Regions from separate parts of the Mus musculus genome. Here region 2 is linked to region 1. The links are chromatin contacts, called in public HiChIP or PLAC-seq maps. All regions are on one chromosome and are shown on one strand. The core of a region is the stretch at or near the end of the contact, and the rest is flanking DNA. Distances in the headings are between cores, read along the strand shown.

Region 1 (2,623 bases), core at 34-2,533:
GGTGCACGCCTCTAATCCCAGCACTGGGGAGGCAGAGGCAGGCGGATCGGAGTTGAGGTCAGCCTGGTCTACAGAGTGAGTTCCAAAGTTTTGGAAAAACAAACAAACCAAAAATGTACAAAAAACAAGAAAGAAAAGAAAACAAACAAAAAAGTGCTCTTAACTGCTGAGCCATCTCTCTAGCTCCCATGAATCTTTTCTCGGTAGGTAGATAATTGAGTGGATGATAAAAACAGAGGTATTGATAAAAACAGAGGTTTACTGTTTTCAGGACCAGCTCTGGGGGTGGAATCAGCCTTTCTCTACAACTGTGCTCAGCCCCAGTCTCCTCAGCTTTCTTTATTTCTGGTTTAGCAGGCAGCTGGGTTCTCATGTCTGCCTCTATATCATCCACTCTAACAGTTTGCTTAAGAGTATATATAGAAAAGCCAGCCTCACACAGACAGCCAGTTAGGAAGTGGGAAGGTTTTTGTTGGTCGTGGTTTTTCTTTTGGATTTTTTTGGGACAGGGTCTCTCTACCTAGCCTTGGCTCTCCTGGAACTCATTATGTAGACCAGGCTGGCTTCAAACTCACAGAGATCTGCCCACCTTGGCCTCCCAAGTGCAGGAATTAAAAGTCTGTTCCACCATGCCCAGCAGGAAAGAGGAAGACTTTAATAGTTGTGCATAGTCTAATGCTTGTACATATTACTATCCCTTTTATAATAATAATAAAAAAAATTAGCTGGGTGGTTGTGGCTTATGCCTTTAATCCCAGCACTCAGGAGGCAGAGGTAGGCGAATCTTTGAGTTACCAGGCCAGCCTGATCTATAGAGGGACTTCCAAGACCTAGGGCAACAGATAGAAACTCTTTTTTCAGGGGGGTGGGGGAAGAACGAAAGAAAGAAAAGGATTTTTACCTATTTTACGCATGTATTTATTTTATGTATATATGTCTACCACACGCATGCAGTTCCTCTGGTGACCAGAAGAGAGCATCAGATCCCCTGGGACTGGATTTACGGGCCATTGTAAGCTGCCCTATGGCAGCTGGGACCTGAACCCAGGTCCTCTAGAAGGGCAGCCAGTGCTCTTAGTCACTGAGCCATCTCAGCCCACCCCAAGATTATTTTGAAACCTTACATTCTTGTCATGGGTAACAGATGACATCAGTTGTTTTCCCAGAGATTGTGAACTCACCCCACCCATCCACAAGAAAATGTGCAGTATCTGCTTGCACATGCCTGTGGTTTGTCAGCCACTCTGGAAAGGAAGCAGGATAAGAACTCTGATGCGCTTCGTGGGCGAGGCCCACCGGGTGACGCAGAGCAAGAGGCTTGTGCTGTGGGGGCTGGGCTTAGAGAGCCTCTCAGGGACATTCAGAGAGTGAGTGTGGCTTGTCGGTCTGGGTTTGAGGCTTGTTCCTAGAGGGGGTTTTCTGGCTTTGTTTGTTTGTTTGCACATGTGTGCTTATTTGCGTGTGTGGAGCTTACAGGGGGAGATGGAAGCATCTTCCTCCATTAGCTTCCATTCTGTTGAGGCAGGGTCTCCTTCTTGAACCCAGAGTCACTAGTCTAGCTAGCAAGCTCCAGATCTCTGATCCTGCTCCCCAGTCACCTGCCCGCTGCCTGTTTTGGGTTTTTTGTTGTTGTTGGTGGTGGTGGTGATGGTGGTGTTTTTTTTCTGGGGGTTGGGGGGGTTGAAACGCAAGTTCACGTCACCCACGTTGGCCTTGAACTCATTACGCAGCTGAGGAGGACTTTGCACTCCTGATCCTCCTGTCTCCACATCTTTGCTTTTGTTTTTCAAGACAAGGTTTCTCTGTGTAGCGCTGGATGTTCTAGAACTCGCTCTGTAGACCAGGCTGGCCTTGAACTCAGAGAGCCACCTGCCTCTGCCTGCCAAGGGCCTGGATTAAAGGTGTGTGCCACCACCTCCTGGCTCTGCCTCCACAATGATAGCATTTCAGGCAGCTTCTGTGGTTTTTGGTAGAGCACCTTTGAGGGCAGCCTTGGTCGGCATTTGAGAGCTGCTGCTAAAAGCATCTTGAGCCTGGCACTCAGATGTGTGACTGTAAGGATGGGATGGCGATGACCTTGACCTCTTGGTCCTTTGCTTCCTCTTGCCTGCATTACAGCGTGCACTGCCATCTGTTTTACACAGTGTTGGGAATTGAACCCAGGGCTTTGTACATCTTAAGACAAACACTCTTCCACTCTGACCCACATCCCTCAGCTCCCAAAAGCCACATTTGTTTGTTTGAGACAGTTTGTCTCTATGATGTAGCTCTGGCTGTCCTGGAACTGGCTCTGTAGACTGGGTGGGTGTCAAACTCACAGAGATCCACCTGCCCCTGCCTCTCAAAGTGTACCACGCCCAGCTTCCAGACCACGGTCTCTAAGCCACGTCCCCCTCCCCTTCCAGCAGGTTTGCGGGAGAGCTCACGTGTGCTTGTGGCTTGCAGGTGGAGTATGACGCCGCCCATGGTGAACGCTTACTACTCGCCCACCAAGAACGAGATCGTGTTTCCAGCTGGAATACTGCAGGCGCCATTTTATACCCGCTCTTCACCCAAGTAGGTTATGTCTTAGCCCAACCACTCCCCAGCCTCAGCAATCCCCAATCCAGTCTGGCCCAGAGCC
Region 2 (2,623 bases), core at 44-2,543, 120 kb after region 1:
TGTTTTTGTTTTGTTTTTTCCAAGACAGGGTTTCTCTGTGTAGCCCTGGCTGTCCTGGAACTCACTTTGTAGACCAGGCTGGCCTCAAACTCAGAAATTCCCCTGCCTCTGCCTCCCAAGTACTGTGATTAAAGGCGTGCGCCACCACTGCCTGGCTATGAGTGTGTTTATATGTATGCACTCACACAGTTGTGGGCGTCAGTTCTCTTCTTCCACCGTGGGTTCTGGAGACCCAGGTTGTCAGCAAGCACCTTTGTCTGTTCACCCATCTTGCCTTCTAGTTCTCCTTAGTATACTATTTATCCTCTTCACCTTTGTCCAGGTTCCCTGCAGGTACCACACTTGAGCCTTTAGCTGAGTCTTACTGCTTTAACACATCTGAGGACAGCACTTCGTTGAGCTTCTTCTGTTTTAGGATTTTAGTCTGGCCCTAAAACCTTGTTCTTCTACCTCACATCATTCTGACTGTGGAGTGTCCTGTCCAGTTCCTGCCCTGTGCACCCCGCCCTCCCTCCACCTCTGTTGGTTCCAGCCTAGGTGGCTTGCTCTCCTGTGTCAGGACTGTGCTCCATGATGCTCTTTGTTGTGTGTCCCCAAGACGCTGCTCTCCTTTCCCTGATGACTGGCAGGAAGGTCATTGCTTGCTAAGTAGTCACTGTTGGACCTGCTTGGAAACCTCCAGTGACGTTCTCGCCTTTGGACATTCTTGCTACTTCTACTTCTCCACATAGCCCCCTCCACAGTTGGCTTTTTCTAGGTGTTTCGTGACTTGTGAATCAGTTGTGCCGCTGATACACCCTTTCCTTCTGTCTCACTGCTCTCAACAACCAATCAGAATTCTATACACTGCTGGATTGCTTCTCTTACTCTGACCTGAGGAAGAAGACTTTGGGAACCAAATACTGACTACTGGTGATGGAATGAGCATCTTCATGGGAAAGGGAAGCAGCTTTGCTCTAGAGCAGTGCCTTAGGGATGCGTTTGTTGTGTGCAGATGCACAGGCCTGGTTCTTGCCTCCCTGGTGGATAGGGTGTGGCCATGTTGAGTATTGCCAGCCTGGCAGGCTGCTAGTTTCTGTATCACTAAGGACTTGATGGGGCAGAGCCCTGATGTTCTTAAGCTGGTCTCTATCATACACATCAAAATGGGTGTCATTTTGGGCATCGTAGGAAACTGACTTGGTGGTGGGAATGGGGAAAGCAGCAGAAAGTTATGGTATGGTAGTTGTGGAGAGCCAGGGGTGGGTGACTCAGCTCTTCTCTGGGCCTGCTCATGTGATATCTGTTTATCCTCAGGGTGAGTTCTCTAGGAGTCGCATTACACAGGAGGCAATGTTGACTTAGCCTGCTCATCCATGGTCTAAATATAACTTGTGTGGGTATTGTTTTGTTTTTATATTTTGTTTAGTTTTGCAAGATGGAAGTCATATTGGAGACTTATTGAGTGCTTTCCTTTCTAAATGATTGTATCTTCCTCCTATACACTCTGGCTCTACTGTTAGTATTGTGGTGGGATATTTAAATACAAAGAGCAGTGGAAGATAGCGGTCGGTCGTATTCTCTAAAGGCAATTCGGGAGGTACCTTGTCATGTGTTTTCTACTCATGGCCTTTTATTGCAATCACTGGTGCAACCTTGTGGAGAAGTGCACGTACGTTGTTCTGACTGTCCTTGCTACTGAGTCCTGTGAGTCTCGGGTTCTCCCCTGTGCAGAGAATTTCTGAGCCATGCGCTGAGTGTTTAGCGTGTCCACCATGATCACAACGCCTTTGAGGGCAGAAGCTCTGAGCAGCCCGAGCTCATAATCACACTTGCATATTCGTCTGGGAAACAGGGAGTCTTTGTCGTGGTTGACACTTCTTTTTGACACTTGGGTGCCCCTGCTCTCAGAGGTTCAGCACAAGTGCCCCCCTAACCTGAGCCCTGTATCATCCTGAAGGGCAGAGGGTGCCTGGATTCCTTAAGAAGGAAGCGCAGTGTCCTGGCTGCCTGGCGCTTGGCTGCCTGTGCTTGACTGCTCGCTTCCACCACGCACAGTGCCTGGTGCTGATGAGAAGACAACACACCAAGAACTGCGCACTTGCATTTCCAGAGTTGTTGTTGTCCTACTTAGAGGCAGGAGGCGCTTTATGTGCCCGTGCCTGGCCTGGAACTCACTACGTACCCCAGGCTGGCCTTGGATTCACAGAGATCTACCTGCTTTTGCCTCCTTAGATCTGGGATTAGAGGTGTGTGTCACTACACCCAGTTCATTTCCTGTTTTAGAAGATGGTTAGTCAAAGCTGAGGAGCTGTGTCCCAGCATCACATGGTTAGACTACCCGCTGTGACTTCTGTGGCAGCACTTTCTAGTTAATGCAGTCCTTAGGAGTTTCGTGCTAGCCTAGAATGGCATTTTTATTGCATGTCTTGGGATTGATTTCACATAAGTGGGACCTGACTTGGACCCCATTTGAAAGGTGCCTCTGGTTTAGATGTGGTCCCTTATATACTCCTTTCTTAATCAATGGATCACATATTGGTCCTATTAGATTATTCAAATATCTGACCCTGGGGAAATAAGATGGCGGCTCAGTAGATAACGTGCTTGCTGCCAAGCCTGATATCTTATGCTCACACCCACA

The links. HiChIP or PLAC-seq counts read pairs in DNA pulled down with a chosen protein or histone mark.
Region 2: a contact with region 1 is called in an HNF4G HiChIP or PLAC-seq map of pancreatic cancer cells. The contact joins two enhancer-like sites. A contact is called at or near these places in 1 of 15 datasets of contacts at CTCF or cohesin (large pre-B cells), 2 of 484 Hi-C or Micro-C datasets (bone marrow-derived macrophages and nephron progenitors), 1 of 115 datasets of contacts at active chromatin or transcription factors (pancreatic cancer cells) and 1 of 9 other capture datasets (embryonic stem cells).

The regions. Positions count from the first base shown.
Region 1 is chr4:137,954,013-137,956,635 of GRCm38.p6, forward strand. It overlaps Ece1 (endothelin converting enzyme 1), which reads left to right. Exons shown (of 19, transcript NM_001369179.1): 15 at 2,446-2,556. Among named protein-coding and RNA genes, the nearest start is that of Eif4g3, 38 kb to the right of the region's middle. Within about 2 kb of position 1,284, at least 55 of the 459 cell types and tissues checked have an H3K27ac peak or open chromatin away from gene starts, as enhancers often do. A contact at or near this core is called in pancreatic cancer cells, where this site is marked.
Region 2 is chr4:138,076,823-138,079,445 of GRCm38.p6, forward strand. All of the region lies in intron 3 of Eif4g3 (eukaryotic translation initiation factor 4 gamma, 3), which reads left to right. Among named protein-coding and RNA genes, the nearest start is that of 1700095J12Rik, 60 kb to the right of the region's middle. Within about 2 kb of position 1,294, at least 66 of the 459 cell types and tissues checked have an H3K27ac peak or open chromatin away from gene starts, as enhancers often do. A contact at or near this core is called in pancreatic cancer cells, where this site is marked.